7 separate regions of the Mus musculus genome follow, and all the other regions are linked to region 2. The links are chromatin contacts, called in public Hi-C, HiChIP or PLAC-seq and Micro-C maps. All regions are on one chromosome and are shown on one strand. The core of a region is the stretch at or near the end of the contact, and the rest is flanking DNA. Distances in the headings are between cores, read along the strand shown. Region 1 overlaps Rbm47 (RNA binding motif protein 47). Region 2 has its middle 26 kb from the start of Pds5a. Region 3 holds the start of Lias (lipoic acid synthetase). Region 4 overlaps Rbm47 (RNA binding motif protein 47). Region 5 holds the start of Rbm47 (RNA binding motif protein 47). Region 6 overlaps Smim14 (small integral membrane protein 14). Region 7 has its middle 30 kb from the start of 1700126H18Rik.

Region 1 (2,700 bases), core at 93-2,592, 350 kb after region 2:
TCCTTAAATGAGGGGAAGCTGCACGGGACACGGTTCAGTCTCTTGAACTCCTCAGCAGGTAGGAGTCCAGGTTCATTTGTGGTACAAAGTTCCGTTTAGGAATCCTGCTGGAAAGGAAGGCCAGCAGAAATAGGCCAGTGCGCTCTGACACACCAAACAGTGCCTCAGCAATGATGCTCAAAACCCACCTGGGGTTGGCATACCTAGCGGCAAACACACAGGCCACTGTGCTAGCAGGGAAAGGGCCCAGCTGCTAATTAGCTCTTTCAATATGAAATCCAGAGTAGGGACGCAGGAGGCCATCCTTGGGGTGATGGCTGTTAGACCCTATGGACATCCAAGGTATCTGTCTGGTTGCCTGAAAGCTTGGAAAGCATTCTGGGCACCCCTTGATTTGGGTACCCCTTGATTTCACTTCTCTTGTTCTCCCAGGCAGGAGAACAACGGCCCACAGAGCCACGTCAGTAACAATCTGGATGCACCTCCGCAGTTTCCTTTGCCAAGAATACTGAGAGCAAAAGAACTCTTCTTGGCAATCAGGTGTGGTAGTGTACACCTGCAATGCCAGCTTTCAGAGGCAGAAAGAGGTGGGATTGTCACAAGTTCAAGGTCAGCCTCAATTACATAGGCAGCCAGAGATATGTAGCAAAAGCTTGTCTCAGAATAACAAAACAAGGGGCCGGAGAGATGGCTCAACAATAAGTGCGTTGGCCGCTGGCTCTAAGGGCTCTTACAGAGTCTGTGTTCATCATCTCTACTGCAGTTCACAACCATCTGTCACTTCAGTTCCAGAGACTCTGATGGCCTCTCTCTGGCCTCCTTGGGTACCAAGCATAAACGTAGTGCACAGAAATTCATGCAGGCAAAACAATCATGCCTATGAATAAATAAATCTTTAAAACAAAACAAGGCATGACAGGTTTGTAAAATGCTGCTGAACTTCCGTGAGCTTAAGTGTTCACCTCCAGCACCCATGTTCAAGGTGGAGTAGATTTGTAATCCTTCTGCTGGAGAAGTAGAGACAGGAGGATTCCCGGGGCTCATAGCTCTACAAAGCCTAGCATTTTCAGCAAAGACCCAGAAGCCCTGTATGGTGGTTTGAATTAAAAACGCGCCGGTAGGTTCCTGTGTTGGAACACTCACTTCCTAGTTGGCAGCCCTGTCTCAAGAAGACTGTGAAACTTTAAAGAGGAAGTGTGTCACTGTGGGGTGAGCTTTGAGGTTGCCCCCTAGATTGTCCCTCTGATCTGTTTATATGAGTGTTTTGCCTGGATATGTAGGCATACCATGAGAGCACCTAGTGTCTGTAGAGAATGGAAAGGGTGCCGGATCCCCCGGAACTGGGGCTGTACACACTTAACTGCTGTATGGTGCAAAGTCCCCTGCAAGAACAGCATGTGCTCTTAAGTACTCTTCAGCCTGGCTTTGAGGTTTTATAGCCGGGCCCCACTTCCTGTCCTTTTACTCTGCTTCCTGTATGAGGAACACGAGCAGGCAGCTTCCTGCTTCTGCCTCCATAAATGCCTGTTGCCATACCTTCTCCACACAGGCACATGCGTGAGCGATCGTGTACACACACACACACACACACACACACACACATCTCTGTGTGCTTGAGAGTCATCTGACCAATTTTCTGCCCAAGGAAGCCACCTCTATTCCAGGGTTCCCCGCAAAGAGGTCCCTGCCAAGCCTACCAAGCAGGCCCACTGACCTCCTAGCCCCTAACCCTGGTTTTCCTTCGGCTCTGAAAGTTAAAGGCTAAGTTAAAAATCGAATCTAACCCACATCTATGTCTAGTTACAAAGACAACATCTATCCATCAGGGGGCATGGTGTGGATAAAAGTCAAGACTTAGGAGGAAAAGAAATTGTTTAAGGCCCCTTGCATTGAGCTCCACTGTGATGAAGATAGGGGAAAGGCAGGGCTTTCTTCAGACCTGTGGCAGGCAGCTGACAGGGTGAACATGGCAAATATATGGCTTTATGCAGATCATCCGACTGCTCCGAGCCTTGGTTCCCTTCAGTGAGAAGGGTGAAGGATTCCGAGCTAGCAGAGTTGTGTGGGGGCTAGGGGTGAACCCCTAACGCACTTGGTGCAGTGTCTCACACATGGAAGGCACACCATGAAGTCTGTGTTCTGAGAGGCCCCCGTAGACCAAAGGTAATGCTGACACAGGTCACCACACACTGTGCGGGTGGCAGGAGTGGGGCCAGAGAGAGAAGAGCTGGGTCCACGGAGGCGGAAAGTCCACACGTCAGCTCTTCTCCTAGCCAGATAGGTGGTCATATCGTTTATTTCAACGTTCTCATTTAACATCGCAAGACTAAAGCTAATGGTAGACATGGAGTTTATTTGAGAAAGGAGTTTTTTAAAAGATGTGTTGAATTATAAATTGTGTTTACAGGTGTGTTGGGGGTGTGGGGGTTGCACCAGTGTCAAGGTGCCTACGGAGGCCAGAAGAGGATGCCCTGGAGCTGGCACTACAGGTTGTGGTGAGCACCCATGAAAGGGTACCAACTAAACTCGGGAAAAGAACCACTGACCAATCTCTCCAGGCCAAGAAAGTGGGGGGGTGGGGGTGGGTTCTTTTCTTTTTTCTTTTCTTTTTAACTGTACAATTACAAGATGTTGCCGCTGTGGTTGTCCATAAAGTTAAAGATATTCAAGGCCAGCTGGTGATTTTTTTTTTTAAAGTAG
Region 2 (2,950 bases), core at 441-2,940:
TTTGGGCGCCCCTTACCTTTTGCCATATTGAAGTCCCAGTCAGGTCTAGTCAGGGAAAGCCCACTGTCCACGACAGCCTGGTCAATCGATGGTGCCCTCATGTCTGAGGGGGTATTCATTCTGGCTTCTGGCTTCCTTGCATTATAAATAAAACAGTCTCAAAGAGATTAACTGGCCCTTTGAAAAAGGGGGTGGGGGTGGGGGTGGGGGTTAGGCCTTCCAATTGTACAAGTTGGCCAAAGAGAAGGGCCAATATTGCATAGCCTGGTTGCCCTTTTTCAGAGGCCCATGTGCCCTTAATGGGAGAGCCACCATGGTATCAGGGGAGGTGGTTCTCAGGTCTCCTCCTGATCCTCCCTCCAGTAAAAGGGGGTGCAATGGCCTTGGTCTCATATGGGCTGAGGATCCCAGAAATGGTACTGGCACTGGTGAGGCCTTGGGGGCGAGGGTAGGGAGATTTGGAGGAGGAGGGTCTTAGAGTAACAGGTCCGCTGTTGAAGGATCTTGGAGGATCAAAATTTTAGGTCCGGATCCCTCCTCCTGCTCTTCCTTCTTCCTGATGGTCAGAACCTGTGAGGTGGCTCTTGAGAAAGAAAGGCTTTTATCTAGGTGTGTGTGTGGGGGGAGGGCTCCTCCACTAGATTCTTCTAGGTAACTATAAAGGGCCCTTGGTCCGGGTGCCTGAAGGATCCTGGCCTAAAGACTCTCTCCTCTACTGCTTTGATCACCTGCAAGTCAAAAAGTCCCTACAAGTGGGTCATGCAGAGAAGCAAAGAGTAACTAACTTGTCTTTTAGTCTGTCCAATATCCAAAAAAATGTCATCAGTCTAAGTCCAAGAACACAGAACAAAGTACTAACAAACACAAACTGTATCTGCCTCCTGAGTGCCAGGGGGAATCTGTGAGTTCCAGGCCAGCCTGGTCTACAGAGTGAATTTCGGGACTGAGGATGTAGCTCAGTGGCAGATCATTTACCTAGCATCTCTGAGGTACTAAGTTTAATTCCCAACACCACAAAAACAGACTAAAGAAAACTGATAGACCACATTTACACCTAATGAGATACAGTACCTAGTCTCTAGAGTGAGCAAGCTACTGAGATACAGGTAGACAGCAAGAGATGGATAGTGATAGGCTCCCTGGCGCCTCATAGACACCGCCCCCCTCGCCCCGCCCCGCCCCCTCCCCGGGAGTAAAATTACGGCTCAACAGGGAACCGAGAAAGAACTGAAAAAACCGGCCGGAAGGCAGTCCAGTTCTCTTGAAGCTGCTTCCTCCTTGTTTTTTAAAGAGACCTCCAGAAACTCTGTCATTCCCCCTAACCCCCGCCCCCATCTCCACCCCCAAGCACCTACTTCCTGCACAAAATAGGAATGAGACTGGGTGGGAAGATCCTGGAGGCGCTCAGGGCTTTGGGTTGTTCTAGTCTGCTGAATCTCCATTGCCAGTGAGAGATCTTTGCATCTTCGGTGGGACTCCACCCCCCTGCTCCCCCAACACGTACATTCACACAGCCACCCTCGTGCTGTAGGCGGGACACCCCCAACACACATTCACACAGCCACCCTCGTGCTGTAGGCGGGACTCCCCCCACCCCCAACACACATTCACACAGCCACCCTCGTGCTGTTTAGCCTGAATAGCCGGAGGAAATTGTTCTCTCTTTCCAATGCAATAGGCAGGCCAGATCTCAAGACCGACCTCTACCGGTAACTGGTAACCGCCCTTTGCTTCTAGATCTGTAACCAGATTCAAGTCCCAGCAGGCCTCTAAAAGTGAGGTAGCAACTGAAACCTGTGAAGAGGTATACTGGGCTAGAAAGAATTGTTTGAATAGACACGTTTATACCATCAGAGATCCAGGGAACGTGTGTGAGAAAGGCTTTTAGAGATGTTGGGTAACGGTGAAAAAAAAAAACAAAAAAAAAAAACATAAACCCGAATCTGGCTAGTTTAAATACCAACCTACTAAGTGATTCTAAGGTTAATAGTGTCACCATGGGAGTTCCAAAAGTCATTACTGGTGGGCCCAGAAGCTCATGTTCTCAGGAGAGAGTTTGAGGCCAGCCTGGGTATTGGGAGTCTGCTATGTTCCAACCATAGACTGCCATGTTTGTGTCTTTCCACAATGTCAGAATTTATTGACTAACAATACATTTACAAGCTACAGCGATTTTGTTGCCTGAAATTTTCCACGTTGTTTCTATTCCCCTTGATAAATGATTAACAAGCACAAGTTTGTTTTTTTTTCCCCTAATCTATTTGTAGTTTTAATTTTGTGTGTGGTATTACATATGTATGTGTGTGGAGGCCTGAAGTTAGTTAATTACTTTCTACCATTAAAATTTTGGGGGTGGGAGGATGGGGCTGGATGGCTGGCTCAGTGATTAAGAGAACTTGTTGCTCCTGCAGAGGATCTGTGTTCAATTAGAGCACCTACGTGTTGCCTCACAACCATCTGTAACTTTAAATTCAGGAGATCTAATGGGCCCACGGAGCACCAGACACACACTTGGTATGTGTACATATGTGCAGGCAAAACACATACACATAAAATAAATCTTAAAGAATTAAAATATTTATTATTTTTAATTAGGTATATGTATATGTATCTATACATAGGTATGTGCGTGAGTATGGGGTTCCACTGGGTATTAGATTTCATACAGATAGAATTACAGGTGATTGTGAGCTGTCTAATGGGGAGGCTGAGAAATGAGCAATATTCACTCTTTACTACTGAGCCATCTATTCAAACCCTCCCTATTAATTTATTTACTTATTTTTGAGATAGGATCTCAATACATATACATATACATACACATACACATATACATATACATCCCTGCTGGCCTAGAACTTGCTATGTAGACCAAGCTGGCCTTGAACTTGCAGAGATCTGACTGCCTCTGTTTGTCCAGGGTTAGCATTAAAGGCATATTCTCTCATGC
Region 3 (2,700 bases), core at 194-2,693, 330 kb before region 2:
GATCTAGAACAGTAACTTCAGAGATGCACAAGTCAGATCTTTTTGTTTGTTTTTTTGAGACAGAGTATAACTCTGGCTGTCTTTTCTATCCATTGAGTCCCAAACATACCAGCCAGCAATCTCCACTATATGTATCTACCAACAAACAAAACCCCTGAAACAGAAGTAAAGGAGCCTGCCCAGCAAATTCCTGGGTCTGATCTGTGCTAACCCACCCCCAATATCTGAAAGTGCCTCCTTTGTAGAAGTACAGTCCATCCTGGCCCTAGACATTTATACACACCCAAGGAACCTCTTCCAAAGGGTTAAAGGGCAGAGTGGAGGGCTGACTTACCAGCGTGACACCCTTGATCATGTTCTGAACATGACTGCAGATGGTCCTGACGGTGGCCAGTTCCTTTCTGTTACCCCACCATTTGTCAACCCGGAGCTGAAACACAACAACTTTAGAATTAAAACACAGCACTTTTAGCTGGCGAGTACTAGCACGCAAAGCCATGTACAAATGCACCGTATGTCACACGCACAGGACACCAGAGGGACGACACACACACACCCAAGTTCACTCATAAAAGAACTGAGTCCGAGTAACCCACTCGGCCACGCATGGGGTGGGGGATTAACATCGGTTACCGGGTTTTGTTACAAGCAAGCACCCGAAGCATCGGAAGACACAAGTTCTTACCCTTTTCTTCTTCTTCCCAAGAAGACTCAGCTCCACGTTGATGTGATTGAAGTCCCTCCGCAGAGTCCCCCTGGGGCCCTTCACAATGACTGTGCGCCCCTTCAGAGTGATTTCGACTAAACGAGAAAGTGAACTGGTGAGACCATAGGCCGGGGTTTAGAGCATGCAGGAAAGCCGTCAGCGGCCGGCGGGGAGCCATCTACTCACCATTCTCTGGAATGTCCACAGTCTGATTGCTGAGAATGGTCTTCATCCTGAAACACAGACACCCGGGTGAGACGGCTGGGGCGGGGGACGCTCTACACCCGAGACCCGGCAGCGTTCCGCTCCCAACGGGAATCGCCAGCTACGAAAGCCGGCAACAAGGACCCAGGTGTGTCCGGGACAAGGACTGGACCGGGGGCCCCGGAGAAGAGTAAGGAAGCCCGGCTCGGTGCGCCATGGCGGAAGGGCTACGACCGAGATGGGCCTGAAAGCCCGAACGCCACTTCCAGCTCGCGCCACCAAGTCCCAAGGACGCACGTCGTGCTGGGGGACAGTCGGGACAAAGCCTTGGGGCATCGGCTCCATGCCGCCGGGGTCCCCAAACAGAGGATGGGTTCAGATTCCCGGGGCACCCGGTCCCTAAGCTCCTCACCTCGCAGTAGATGGGGCAAAGAGAGAACGTCTTTCGTCATCACGTTCTTGTAATCCGTCAGGGCCCTGCGTGTCGCGTCACGACCCGAGCGACGGCTTTAAGGCGGAACTACTCGATTGCCGAGCTAGTCGAGTCGCGCCGGTCGGCGACGACGTATCGCGTCATGACTCAAGCGACGAGTTGTTGGACGCGTCCGGTGCCGGGGGTGCTGTTCCCTCGATCCCTTGACACTCCTGAGACCTAAAAGAGGGGGATGGCTCTACGCTGCTGGGATACAGCTCGCAGCCTGGGGTCCCGGGTGAGCGGCGGGAACGCCATTGCTTATCCTAAGTTCAAAACTAGGGAAATTGTTCCAGATATCCTTTTTTTAAAAGCCCCGACAGCTGTGGCATATCTTAATTATTGCAAACTTGTTGACAACATATTTTAGTACCTGTTTTAGGAATAGAAGACATGAAAACGTGGCATGTTAAGTCACCCACTAAGGTTTTCTAACCTATATTTAGCGGTTAACTTTGATCTGCGTCCCACTTTTTTCCCCCATTTGTCATGGCTGAGCGTGCATCAGGGTCTCTGTAATCTAGGCTGGCCTGAAACTAAATTCTTAGACCAAAGACGACTCCTCACTCTGCCTCCTCTGAGAGCTGCATTACGTGTTTGAGCCGCCGTGACTTACGGTTCTTTCACCTTGAGTCTTTTTCAGGTTCTGATCTACGTAGTTTGAGCTCTTAAATCGTTTTACATAATTTCTGAATCAATTTCTTTAGCTTTGGTATTATAATGGGTTAAAACTAAATTATTTCAGAGTCTACTGAGTGAATGTTGTACTGAACCCTTTTTGTAGATATTTGGAAGATATGCGTTCACGGTTAGAGCATTAAGTTCTTTGCCAGATAAGAAAAAGGAATTTTTGCATAATGGACCAGACCTTCAAGATTTTGTATCTGGTGATCTTGCAGACAAGAGTACATGGGATGAATATAAAGGAAACTTAAAGCGCCAGAAAGGAGAAAGGTAATTGAACATTAGATTCCACTTTGACTTTGTGCATTGTTTGGTTTTGTTTGTTTGTTTGTTTGTTTTGGTTTTGATTTTTTGAGACAGGGTTTCTCTGTGTAGCCCTGGCTGTCCTGGAACTCACTCTGTAGACCAGGCTGGCCTCGAACTCAGAAATCCACCTGCCTCTGCCTCCCAAGTGCTGGGATTAAAGATGCACTGCCTGGCATTGTGCTTTTTTTTTTTTTTTTTTTTTTTTTTTTTTCTTTTTTAATCAAGCCTTGTAGGTTTTTCTGTACCCTTTGGCCATTTCTTCATCCTTTCCAAAATGACCATTTTATGCTGCCATATCCCATTTTATATCTAGCATCTAATTGAGAAA
Region 4 (2,848 bases), core at 348-2,847, 330 kb after region 2:
AAAAAACAACCCAGAAGTTCCCTCCCTTGCTCACATAGTCATTGTCCCCCAACTCCTAGCACCCCCTTCTGTGAGCATACAAATGTGACTTAAGCCACTCCAGATCCAACTGGCTTGCAGCAAGTAGTTAAACCCTGTCTGAAGAACCGGTCCTCAGTCTTCACAAAGCTCCTTTGTTTCAGAGTCCCAGGTGGCTGCTCTAAAGAGAGGCAGAAGGTACCAGGGAAGTATGGAAGGCCTAAGGTAGATGTGGTTGTATAAAAGAAAGAAACAAGGGCTGGTGAGATGGCTCAGTGGGTAAGAGCACCCGACTGCTCTTCCGAAGGTCCGGAGTTCAAATCCCAACAACTCTTCCGAAGGTCCGGAGTTCAAATCCCAGCAACCACATGGTGGCTCACAACCATCTGTAACAAGATCTGACTCCCTCTTCTGGAGTGTCTGAAGACAGCTACAGTGTACTTACATATAATAAATAAATAAAAAGAAAGAAAGGAAGGAAGGAAGGAAGGAAGGAAGGAAGGAAGGAAGGAAGGAAGAAAGAAAGAAAGAAAGAAAGAAAGAAAGAAAGAAAGAAAGAAAGAAAGAAACCGCAGACCAGTCCGGAGAAAGAAGACATAGACATTATGAAATCAATCATATCAGCTATTTTTACTTACTTCGGGTGTTTAAATTTTTATTATGGGGTATATGTGTATGATAATTGAGGAAGGGTTTGAGCCAGGTTGGGACAGAGATGAGAGGACATATTTGTTGAGTCTATTCTCTGATGGTATTTGTGTGGGTCCTGGAGGGTTGAACTTGGGTCAGTGGGCTTGGGTGGCAAGGATTTTACACTTTGTGGTTTTCCTGAGCCTGGGTCTAATATATATATATATATATATATATATATATATCGCCAAAGCTAGCTTCAGGCTTTGTACCTGAAGACGACCTTGAACTCCTGATCCTCTCTCTGGGATATGGGTGCTGGGATTTGGGTGTGAACCACACTGTCCAGTTGCCAGTGTGAACTGTCATGATCATGGGGCCTTTTTCATGCCAGACAAGCACTCTACTACTGAGCTGGGTTCATAGACTATTTTATTTATTTAATGTGTATGAGCACACCATTGCTGTCTTCAGACACTCCAGAAGAGAGCATCAGGTCATCTACAGATGGTTGTGAGCCACCATGTGGTTGCTGGGAATTGAACTTAGGACCTCTGGAAGAGCAGTCGGTGCTCTAACTGCTGAGCCATCTCTCCAGCGCCCATAGATATTCTAAATACAGGGAAAATCTGATCAGGCCAAATGAAACCTTACTAAGGTAGTATTATTTATAAACTTTAACTCATCTATAAGTTAAAATAGAACCACAATGTAAAGACCATGCCAATATGTATTTGCTTTTATATATAATAGTAATATATTGCTTCTAGAAATACATTTGATAATATTTAATTATTTGCAGGGGGGTGAGGGAGGGAGGGCAGGCATAAATGAGTGGAGATCAGAGGACAACTTGCATTAGTCAGTTCTCTCCTTCCACCATGAGGTCTCCAGGGATCTGAGTCATGTCATCAGGCTTGTGGCAAGTGCTCTTATCCTCTGAGCCACCTCAGCTACTCATTCGGTACTATTCTGAATTCCAAAAGCTTTGCTGTAACTACCGTTTGCATCAGTGCATGACTAAGATATGAGAGAAAGAAACTGTTCCTATGCATGTGTGCATGCGCACACAGCATTGAAGTATTAGCCTGCACCAAACACTGGCTCGGAAGCCACATAGCCGGGTTAATAGTGTTAGCAACAGCTGGCCATGAACCTAATTACACCCCACTGGAAAGGACACGGGATATACAGAAGTTCCCACAGACCTCTTTCCTCCAGTTAGACTGTCAAATACCCCAACATAGCACTCAGCATAAAATACAGTATATATCGGAGCAAAGTATAAATAAAGTTGGAGATATTTCATCTTAAAATTTAAAAATGGAGCCAGGAGTTAGTTCAGTGGCATAGTGTTTGCATACCTTGATCAAAACACTGGTTTAGATCTTCAGCACACCAAACAGACAAGACCATGGGGGGAGCTTTGACCTCAAAGGTGGTCCTCTAAACCATCACATCACACTGGGTGGATTTATGTAAAAATTGAAACTCTGACCCGGCAGACTAGCTGTCCTAGCTTGCTTTTTGTTGCTGTGATAAACACCAAAATTAACTTAGGGAGGAAAGGGCTTATTTGGCTTACACATCCACGTCACAGTCCATTATGGAGCCATGTCAGGGCAAGAACTCAAGAAGAAGCTGGAAGCAGAAACTGAGGCAGACCATGGAGGGATGCTTTCCATGGCCGGCTTTCTTGGCCTGCTTTCTTATACAATTCAGGACCACCAGGCCAACAAGGACACAGCACCGTGGGCTGGGCCTTCCACATTATTGTGGTGGTTTATATGAGAAGGGGCCCCATAGGCCATTTCATATAAGAATGCTCAGTCCACAGTGGAACTGTTTAGGAAAGTTTAGGTGTGGCCTTGGCAGGTAGTGGTCACTTCAGGTGGATTATGAGGTTTCAAAAGCCCAGTCAGTGTCCTTCTCTGCCTTGTGCTTGTGGGTCAGGTGTGAGCTCTCAGCTCCTTCTCCAGCACCATACTTGCTGGCCTGCGTGCTGCCACACTCCCTTGCCATGATGATCATGAACTGATAACCCTCTGAAACTGTAAGCAAGCCCCCAATTCAATGCTTTCTTTTATAAGTTGCCATGGTCACGGATGTCTCTTCACAGCAAGAAAAGCATATCTTACAAGAGTTAATCAAGAAAAAAAAAAAAGCCTTTTACAGACATGTTCTCAGGCCAATCTGATGG
Region 5 (2,974 bases), core at 34-2,533, 430 kb after region 2:
CGTGCGGCTTAAAGCAACAGATCAGATCGCTCTAGGCTTTAACTCTTCCCGGGTTCTGGGAATTCCAGTTTGTCACAATTTCTTAGCCTGAGTGACCTGCGGTAAGAAACGTCTTCCCGGCCCAGAGCCTGGCTTCTCCGGGTCCGGGCGCTCGGCGGCCGGCTGGGCTGGGTCGTACGAGCCGGCTGCGGTGCGGCTGTGGCCCGGGCGGAGCGGCACAGGGTCGGATCCCGCGGAGCGCGGCGGAGTCCGGCTGCAATCGGTGCCTCTGCAATCCCTGCTCTTCCCGGTTCCCTCCCTCCGCCTCCTGCCCTCCCCCAGACGAGGCCATTCGCCTCACAGTAGCAAGGTTGTCTCGTATACTCCCTTCCCTTAAACTCACCAAACCAGATTTTTACTCCCAACACCGGCAACTTCCCGTAAATCTGCACTGAAATTTTATCCTGCTCGCTGAGCCTCCGCTGGCCGAAGGCCAGTGCAACATTCCTGTTGTTTTAGAAGCGCGGATACCTTAGCTGAAGGTTTAAAAAAAAAAAAAAATCATATCGGACTGGCCCCGATGCGGAGGATTTACGAACTTTGGCCGCTCAAAAAGTCACATCCATTTCAGACATTCAGAAGGGACCCCAGAAGTGGCACCTGCCCCACCTGGGGACATCTAGAAGAGTGGCTTCCGGCCGCCTATGGCTGTTTAGAGTAAGCCACCCTGAGCCTGCACCAAGGACTAAGGACCCTGCGCCTGACTCCCGGGGTGAGCAGTGCCACCGCCCCCGGCCTTGCGGGGCAGGAAGGCGCTGGAGCAGGTAGGGCGGCAGACGAGCCCCGCCGCGGGCCTGCAGGAAGCCAGGACCTCCTGGGCTGTTCTTACCTGAGGCTGAGCATAGCTCGGAGAGCACAGGCAGGCACGTCACGGGGGGCCGGAGCTCTGACCTTTGCCGGAGCCTTCACAGCAGGGCCTGGGGCCTGGGCGCCGCTGCTCGTTCAAAGTGGCTCATTCTGAATGCGCTCTGACCTAGTGTTACAGCTGGTTTCTAGAAAGGGAACAAAAACAGTGCAAGGAGAAACCTCAGCCAAGCCCTCCTTTAACCTTGCCTCTGATCACAGGGGAACTAAGTCTGACCCCCATCCCCACTCCCAGGAAACCCACCCTAGGGCCGCGGCCCCCGCCCCACCCCTCGGGTTACCTGTTTATACAAGAATTAAGGAGCCTCCCGCATTTCAATGGAGCGCTAAGCCTGTTTGCAGCGCGGAAACAGCCAACAGGAATCGAATTCTGTGACTAAACAAACTAGAAGAGGAAGCGGGCACCACAAGGAACCTAAAGTTGTGATTTCGGGTTGCAATGTCATGCAACTGAAAAAAAAAATACTGTTTCACAGTAGGCTACTTTAATTAAAAGAAGGACCCAAAACTACCCCCCCCATCTAGTTAAATGGAAGCTGATAGAATATCGGCATATAGCGTTAGCCACTGTTGTTAGTGATACTATTATTATGTATAATCCGCCCCCCCCCCGTAGAAAAACGTGCAATGGATGTTAGAAGGAGGCTCCAGACCCAACTCTGCCCTCACTATCTGTGAGCAAGTTAATTACCCTCCAGCTCTGAGTTTCTGGAAGATTCTAAGGATGGGAGTTTTGCTTTCACTGTGGACAGTTTCAAGGAGAAGGAAAGACGAAGTCTTTGTGAAGGGGTGTGCAACTGATTTTCGACTCGTGTACAAGTTTCAAGGGAAGTGGAGAGAAGTTGGCCCTGCCTTCCATGAAGTGCAAATCCAACGTCTGTGTCACGCGCGTAATTCTGACTCAGATTTAGGCACTAGACCTGACCTGCCACCCTGCAAGTTACTCCATAGGTTAAAAGTCAGTGCTAGCGGGGCGGTGGTGAGCACGCCTTTAATCCCAATCCCAGCACTTGGGAGGCAGAGGCAGGCAGATTTCTGATTTCGAGGCCAGCCTGGTCTACAGAGTGAGTTCCGGGACAGCCAGGGCTACACAGAGAAACCCTGTCTCAAAAAAAAAAAAAAAACAAAAACAAAAACAAAACAAAACAAAACAAAAACAAAAAGTCAGTGCTAGATAACAGTGAACCATGCAGTTTGAAGATCTGTGAATGTGGGGCGTGTGGGGTGTGGTGGAGGCTTTGAAAACTCATAGATATCATCCATAGTAATAGTGGAGGGTAGAGGGGGTATTTATGTTCCTTTTAACTTGACATATAAATGAAGAAATCCTAATCTCTTTATATTGAGGTCTTTCTTACTCAGGAACCCTTTCACCCATTTCCTTAATCTGATCCTCAGGTCTGCCTCAGGTCTGGAGGTGAAGACACTGTCCGTACAGAGGTTAGGTAAGCAGGCCAACTTTCCCGAGTGCCGACCTTTCCAGTCTAATCGAAAAGTCAGATCTTACCACCATTAGTAAAAGTAATTCCTGAAGCCAGCCAGGAATTCTGAAGTTCTCCATCCTTTTGATCTTCGATCTTTTATCTTTTAGGCAGCAAAAGTCAAGCCAGGCCAGTTTAACCATGTTCTGAATTCAGAATCAAGACTTTGTCGATAGGTGCACACATGTACTGAGAATCGCAGACTGTAGAAAACTCCCAGTTCCGAACTGTTCTAGGGGTTGATACAGTTAGTTAGCCACCAAGACTCCGCAGCTGTAAAAAAGGCTTCGAAACCAGTTTCCAAGAGACTTTCTGAGCTACAGGAGGCACAGCTCTGTGCTTCAAGATAGGTTTTTCCATAGGAAGCTCTGGGCCCAGCCTTGAGATGAGAGGACCACAGAGATTAGAGCAACGGGGTCTGTTAAAGTCAGCAACAAAGTCAACAGCGAAGAAAGGGAGGGAAGGAGAGGAAGGGAGGGAAGATGAAAGAGGTGCAGCTCAGTTGTTGAGCCTTGGCCTCGAATGAATGCAAATGTGTAGAAGCCCTGTGATGTAGTGCTAGCTGCACCTGGGAACTGAGCCCCTGAGAA
Region 6 (2,700 bases), core at 39-2,538, 270 kb before region 2:
TTCTACAAAGCCCTAAAACGTTCTTCATGTTCAGACAAACCTCTGAACTGCCTTTAAAAGTGGTTGTATGAAAAACCTAGACTTGTTCTTCAGATGGCCACCTTTTGTAATGAAATAGCCATGTCCACTGGTAACTATAAAATGCAGGGGCTAGAGGAAGGTGCCAAAGCGGCAGGGTTTAGATCTAGACTGGGAAATAGGGAGGGAGGGAGATCACTGCCGTGATGCTGGGGATCTGGAAGGGAGAAGGGTCTGCCTCCAAGTGCCCCTGCCTTCACCGAGCTGAGAACCAAGACTGACATAGATGTCCAAGTAAGACAGTCTCTACATACATAATGGCTGGACACGGGACAGCAGAGGGTGGTACCACTGAGAAGGGAAAAGTGTCCACAAAATGTAGATAGAGTGAAGCCAGCAGGACAAGGCTTTGCAGCTAAAAGCACCGCCTCCAAGCCTGAAGATCTGAGCTTGGCTCCCCACCCCCACCCCCTCATACAACCAAATTGTTTTTTTATATAGCAAACGCAGAGTGAGAGGCAGCTGGAAGCAATCTTAGTCAGGAGCCAATGGGATGTGTTTACTGCTGACTCCTGCAACTGGAGTGAGGTTCAGAAGCCAGGCAAGACGTGGAGACCAGAGAGACTTAGTCGCAGAAGCAGCCAGTCACAGCCAGAGCATAGGACTCACAGGTCAGAACAAGGACCTTCAAGTGTGCTTCAAACAGAAAGCCCCTGAAAAGTTTTAGGTGAAAAGAAGCCAAAAGCAAACTCTTACTTGTTCAAGCCAATTGTGTTATGAATAACAGCAGCAGGGAGCTAAACTGGGAGGGAGTTAGGAACAGGCAAGGCTGGGCATGGTGGCACTCGCCTTCAATCCCACCACTTGGGAGGCTGATTCTTTGTGAATCTAAGGTCAGCCTGTTGTACACAGTGAGTTCTAGACCAGCCAAGGGTACAAATAGGTAAGGCCCTGTCGCAAACAAACAAATAGACAGAAAGACAAACAAACAGACCCTACTATAATGGCCTAGATATGAGGTGGTAAACAGAGAGGAGGCAGAACGAGGTGCTATCAAGTAGAGTGTTGGTTACATCCTGAAGGTAGATATAAAGGACAGGCCTGAGAGCCAAGGGTCGTTTACAGAACAGACAAAGGAGGAAAAGCAGCCGTGACAGAGCTACCAGAAGCCCAATTCTGAAGATTTGAGATTGCCTATGAAACACCACAGTGGACATGTCCACAAGACAGTCACCAGCACACACATCATGAGTCATGAGACTTGAGAACGTCATCAAGGGAGTGTAGGGAAGGAACAGCTCCAGCGAATGAGCTCATGAGGCCGGGGGATAAAGAAAACAGAGTGGTTGAAGACAAAGTAATTGGAAAGTTAGAACTGGGGGAAATAATAGCTAGAGAGTTGGAAAACTGCAAGCCTGAGCAGTTACAGGTTCTGAGTAGATAAGCAAAGGCTTTGTCTAGAAACAGAAAAGATAGGAGATTATGTCAAGGGTTGTGCTGGGTAGGGAGCTCCAGCAATCAGTGCTTGTCATGCAAACAATCAAAACCCATGTGAAGAAGGAGGGCATGGGGCACACTTGTAACCCCAGTGCTGGGGAAAGGAAGACGGGGAATCACTCCCTGGGGATCACTAGCTGACCAAGCAGCTGAGCCGACTCAGAGAGCCCCAAAATCCCACTTAGAGACCCTGTTTTTTTTAAAAAAAAAAAAAAAAAGGTGGAAGGCTTATGAAAAAGGACATCTGAGGTAGACGCCTGACATCCATATTCATGTGTGTATACATGGCATGTGCACCAGCACAAAGGTGCTTCTGCACACACAAACACACATCACAACATAATAAATACAGCTGTATATATTGATACAGAACTTAATGCTATCGCCCAAGAGGCAGGAGCAGAGGGCAGATCTCTATGAGTTAAAGGCCATCCTGGTTTATGTTTATGTAATAGACTCCAGTATAGCCAAGACTATAGAGACACAGTCTCAAGATAAATAAGTAATTGAACAAATAAATAGCTGGGCAGTGGTGGCGCACGCCTTTAATCCCAGCACTTGGGAGGCAGAGGCAGGCAGATTTCTGAGTTTTAGGACAGCCTGGCCTACAGAGTGAGTTCTAGGACAGCCAGGGCCACACAGAGAAACCCTGTCTTGAAACAGAGAGAGAGGGAGAGGGAGAGAGAGAGGGAGGGGGAGGGAGGGAGAGAGGGGGAGAGAGAGAGAGAGAGACAGAGAGAGATGTAGGCCAAAAGTTAAGTTTCAATAAAAACAAATAATATAAAGTGGCAGAGAATTATCAAAGAGAAAAACTATTGGTGCCTTTAACAAACATGCAAGAGAATCAAAACTTAGAACTTAAAAATCCAAACTATATTCACTGACTGATGTCAAAGCTTAAATAAAGTCTGCAGAGAGGAACATAAATACTTCTCTACCATTTATCCTTTTAGCTTATGTTTACATTGTTTTAGACCTCTCCAGAAGTTGGTTCTATGAATAACTGAGGAAATGATTTTTTTTGGAGACAAGATCTCATGTATGCCTGGCTGGCCTCTAACTTACTGAGTAGCAAGGAACTGACCTGGCACTTCTGACCCTTTCAGCCTTTGCCTCCTCAGTGCTGGGATTATAGGTGTGCAGGTCTGTATATATAGATATGTATATATACATATGTATATTGGT
Region 7 (2,700 bases), core at 72-2,571, 500 kb after region 2:
AATAAAGTAATGCTTCCAGAGACGATTTAAGCAAACTAGCTTTTGTTGGGGGAGGGGGCGGGGGGATTCAACATGTTTGCTCAATTTCCTGGGGGGGTGGGGGGGGTGTGGAAAGAATATCCAAAACTGAATTGGGAAATGAGAAGAATCGCTTTCGTGCCCCGCCCCCTCCCCATATGGTATAGAAAAATGTATGTGATTTGATAGCTGATATCGTGGTTCTTTTTGAAAGGAACTTCAAGCAAGACACTGTAAAAGACTGGAATATTGCCCAACTCTCTGGGTAGGAGGGGGTAAGGCACAGAAGAATACACACTGAATGAGAAAGTACGAAAAGGTTGAAGGGCAAGGAATTATATTATTAAAACCGGCCACAGTTCCCTCTTCCTCCCACGCTAACCCCGGGCCCAGCTTATTTTAGTAAGCCAAGGGAAATTCAATCTGGACCTCTGCTGTATATTCAGTACATTCTGGCTGACATTTTAAACCCCATCTGAAATCTGGTTGGCTTCCAAGCACATGCAATACTAGAATGGAGAAATCGTATAGATGACTATCTCATTTCTCTCTCTCCCTCTCTCTCTGAAACGCTGACAATGATTCTTTGTAAAGCGTCTCAGGACACTGAAGGAAGTTATCAACAAACATTCTGCAGAAATCTATCAGGGGCTGATTAGTGTCATTTATATAATGTGGCTATTCCATGTCACAGGCTTCGAGTGTTGTATGAGCAATACGTGCATGAAGGGCACCAAGGTCTCCCAGCTGCCAAACACAGGAGTGACCGGGACTTAAGGCTAAAGTCTGAGGGTATTTTCAGTTCCCTTGAGGACAGAATGATGGCCTCAGGTGGCAGGCAGGACTATCAGGTATGTTCCAGTCCTTCCCAGCTACAGCAAACAGTACCCTGCAGAATAGACGCTCCTATCTCAGTTTCCCAGATAGCCACGTAAGTGCCCTGGCTTCATTGAGGAGCCTATGTTGGAGTTTCAATGCTATTCAGGTAAGGATGACATCTGGATTCATGGAGATCCCCTAACCCTTATGATAGCCAGGTAGTTGAAATAAATTTCTTTCAGCAAATAGACCTATACCAATGCATAGTGTGTGGGATGAAGATTCTGAGACCATGGTTCCCAGATGGACAGCCATTACTTGGTATCTGACATCAGAGTGCCATCAGAAAGCCTCGTTACAGTGACGCACAGGTGACAGGTTAACCTAATTCTCAGAGTCAGCCACCCCAGGCAGTCTCACAGCTTCCCCTTGACAGGGTTAAGTCCTTCAAGTAGGGGTGAGGCGCGGATCAGGTGGGGTTTCGACCACGCCCACCTGCCCTTTTAACCCGGAAACAGAACAGTTCACTGGCTTTCTCATGCTCCTCAGTAAAGATGATGGCATTTATCACATTGTAGTCTAACGCATCGATTTAATTAAACTGTTTGCTTAGGATAAACTTAGGTGGAGTAGCCAGGCTTGGTGGTGTGCTTGGATTTAGCTCAGTGGTAGAGTGTTTGCTTGTCTAGTACCGAGCTCCACTGGGGCACAATTTCTCAGTTATATATGCAAAAAGAGAGGGCAGGAGAGAGAGAGAGAGAGAGAGAGAGTCTGACTGTATACCTAAAGCTGGTCTTAAACTTGTAATTCTCCTGAGTGTTGGGATTACAGGCACCAGGCCCAGCTTTTGGCTAGATATCTACACACTTACTTCAAGTGAGTACACACATACACAACTACACAAAGCAAATCTCTTTTTTAAAAAAACTTAGATATTTTACATGTATTCATTGTCTGTGTGTGCCTCTATGTATATGGGTGAGGTGGGGTATGTGTACACCATAGTGTGTGTGTGTGTGTGTGTGTGTGTGTGTGTGTGTGTGTGTAGAGGTCACAGGACAACTTGAGGAAACTAGTTTTCCTTTTACCAGGGATCAAACTCAGGTCACTGCCTTGGCAGGCAGGTGCTTTTACCTGCTGAGTGTATCACAGGCTATTTTATTTTATTCATTAGTGCTGGAGTTCAACCTGCAAGGCAAGCATTCTGCCCACGAGCTGTATCCCTAGCCCCAAAATAAACTGTTTTTGTTGTCGTATTTGGTTTTCTGTTTGTTTGTTTGGTGCAGTTTGTTTGTTTTGAGTCAGGGCTCACTGTGTAGTTCCTACTGACTTGGAACTTGCTATATAGACCAGGCTAGACCCAAACTTCCAAAGATCTGCCTGGCTCTGCTTCCTGAGTGTTGGGATTAAAAGGCATGTGAAATCACACCTAGTCAAAAAAAAAACAAAAAAAATCTTCCTACAGCTATTTTTGAATAGTCTCCACAACACAACTGTGGTCTTTTTGTTGTTGGTTTATAATGATGGTGATGATGGTGGTGGTGATGATGATGATTTAAGAGCTGAAGAAACAGCTCATGGGTTAAGAGCACTTGCAGAGGACCTGGGTTTGGTTCTCAGCACTCACATGGGAGCTTACAGCTGTTAAAAGTCCAGTCCCAGAGGATCCAACACTCTCTTCAGGCACCGGGCATGCATGTGGTGCACTTAAATACAAGTAGGTAAAACAGACATGTACATAAAATAAAAATAAATATTTTAAAAAGGAAAATTTATATAATTGCTGGTAGTCAGCTTGTTTCTGCCATAAAGACACATCTGTGGGACTGGAGAGATGGCTTAGCAGTTAAGAGCACTGGCTGC

What was found. A called contact is a pair of places that touch in the nucleus more often than the background predicts. HiChIP or PLAC-seq counts read pairs in DNA pulled down with a chosen protein or histone mark.
Region 1: a contact with region 2 is called in a Hi-C map of CD8 T cells, with 2.7 times the contacts expected there. The contact joins two enhancer-like sites. A contact is called at or near these places in 2 of 484 Hi-C or Micro-C datasets (CD4 T cells and CD8 T cells) and 2 of 115 datasets of contacts at active chromatin or transcription factors (acute myeloid leukemia and large pre-B cells).
Region 3: a contact with region 2 is called in an H3K27ac HiChIP or PLAC-seq map of epiblast stem cells, with 4 times the contacts expected there. The contact joins the promoter of Lias here to the enhancer-like site in region 2. A contact is called at or near these places in 5 of 39 promoter capture datasets (embryonic stem cells, hippocampal neurons, liver and 2 more), 1 of 15 datasets of contacts at CTCF or cohesin (the NIH/3T3 cell line), 2 of 484 Hi-C or Micro-C datasets (B cells and differentiating embryonic stem cells), 18 of 115 datasets of contacts at active chromatin or transcription factors (the 230-238 cell line, the NIH/3T3 cell line, bone marrow-derived macrophages and 13 more) and 4 of 9 other capture datasets (adipose tissue, embryonic stem cells, liver and 1 more).
Region 4: a FOXA1 HiChIP or PLAC-seq map of pancreatic cancer cells shows a contact between it and region 2. The contact joins two enhancer-like sites. A contact is called at or near these places in 1 of 15 datasets of contacts at CTCF or cohesin (large pre-B cells), 2 of 115 datasets of contacts at active chromatin or transcription factors (large pre-B cells and pancreatic cancer cells) and 1 of 9 other capture datasets (pancreatic islet).
Region 5: a contact with region 2 is called in an H3K27ac HiChIP or PLAC-seq map of embryonic stem cells, with 5 read pairs. The contact joins the promoter of Rbm47 here to the enhancer-like site in region 2. A contact is called at or near these places in 4 of 115 datasets of contacts at active chromatin or transcription factors (the NIH/3T3 cell line, bone marrow-derived macrophages, embryonic stem cells and 1 more).
Region 6: an H3K27ac HiChIP or PLAC-seq map of extraembryonic endoderm stem cells shows a contact between it and region 2. The contact joins two enhancer-like sites. A contact is called at or near these places in 1 of 39 promoter capture datasets (stem cell-derived epiblast-like cells), 3 of 115 datasets of contacts at active chromatin or transcription factors (bone marrow-derived macrophages, extraembryonic endoderm stem cells and pancreatic cancer cells) and 1 of 9 other capture datasets (adipose tissue).
Region 7: a Micro-C map of embryonic stem cells shows a contact between it and region 2, with 3 times the contacts expected there. The contact joins two enhancer-like sites. A contact is called at or near these places in 1 of 484 Hi-C or Micro-C datasets (embryonic stem cells) and 2 of 115 datasets of contacts at active chromatin or transcription factors (bone marrow-derived macrophages and large pre-B cells).

The regions. Positions count from the first base shown.
Region 1 is chr5:66,073,924-66,076,623 of GRCm38.p6, forward strand. All of the region lies in intron 3 of Rbm47 (RNA binding motif protein 47), which reads right to left. Among named protein-coding and RNA genes, the nearest start is that of Gm40310, 65 kb to the left of the region's middle. Within about 2 kb of position 1,343, at least 159 of the 459 cell types and tissues checked have an H3K27ac peak or open chromatin away from gene starts, as enhancers often do. A contact at or near this core is called in CD8 T cells and acute myeloid leukemia, where this site is marked.
Region 2 is chr5:65,723,256-65,726,205 of GRCm38.p6, forward strand. No RefSeq gene overlaps it. Among named protein-coding and RNA genes, the nearest start is that of Pds5a, 26 kb to the left of the region's middle. Within about 2 kb of position 1,691, at least 335 of the 459 cell types and tissues checked have an H3K27ac peak or open chromatin away from gene starts, as enhancers often do. A contact at or near this core is called in the 230-238 cell line, B cells, CD8 T cells and 18 more, where this site is marked.
Region 3 is chr5:65,390,054-65,392,753 of GRCm38.p6, forward strand. It overlaps Lias (lipoic acid synthetase), which reads left to right and starts at 1,444. Exons shown (of 11, transcript NM_024471.5): 1 at 1,444-1,620; 2 at 2,167-2,336. The coding sequence starts at 1,576. It overlaps Rpl9 (ribosomal protein L9), which reads right to left and starts at 1,378. Exons shown (of 8, transcript NM_011292.2): 1 at 1,323-1,378; 2 at 893-939; 3 at 686-801; 4 at 335-430. The coding sequence starts at 938.
Region 4 is chr5:66,057,439-66,060,286 of GRCm38.p6, forward strand. The region is part of intron 3 of Rbm47 (RNA binding motif protein 47); the gene reads right to left. Among named protein-coding and RNA genes, the nearest start is that of Gm40310, 48 kb to the left of the region's middle. Within about 2 kb of position 1,598, at least 31 of the 459 cell types and tissues checked have an H3K27ac peak or open chromatin away from gene starts, as enhancers often do. A contact at or near this core is called in pancreatic cancer cells, where this site is marked.
Region 5 is chr5:66,150,671-66,153,644 of GRCm38.p6, forward strand. Rbm47 (RNA binding motif protein 47) reads right to left here and starts at 1,284. Exons shown (of 8, transcript NM_001127382.2): 1 at 1,185-1,284; 2 at 869-1,031. Gm26725 (a long non-coding RNA gene) reads left to right here and starts at 334. Exons shown (of 5, transcript XR_001785070.2): 1 at 334-803; 2 at 2,302-2,348.
Region 6 is chr5:65,456,778-65,459,477 of GRCm38.p6, forward strand. The region is part of intron 3 of Smim14 (small integral membrane protein 14); the gene reads right to left. Among named protein-coding and RNA genes, the nearest start is that of Ugdh, 22 kb to the left of the region's middle. Within about 2 kb of position 1,289, at least 115 of the 459 cell types and tissues checked have an H3K27ac peak or open chromatin away from gene starts, as enhancers often do. A contact at or near this core is called in adipose tissue, bone marrow-derived macrophages, extraembryonic endoderm stem cells and 1 more, where this site is marked.
Region 7 is chr5:66,219,515-66,222,214 of GRCm38.p6, forward strand. No RefSeq gene overlaps it. Among named protein-coding and RNA genes, the nearest start is that of 1700126H18Rik, 30 kb to the left of the region's middle. Within about 2 kb of position 1,322, at least 22 of the 459 cell types and tissues checked have an H3K27ac peak or open chromatin away from gene starts, as enhancers often do. A contact at or near this core is called in embryonic stem cells, where this site is marked.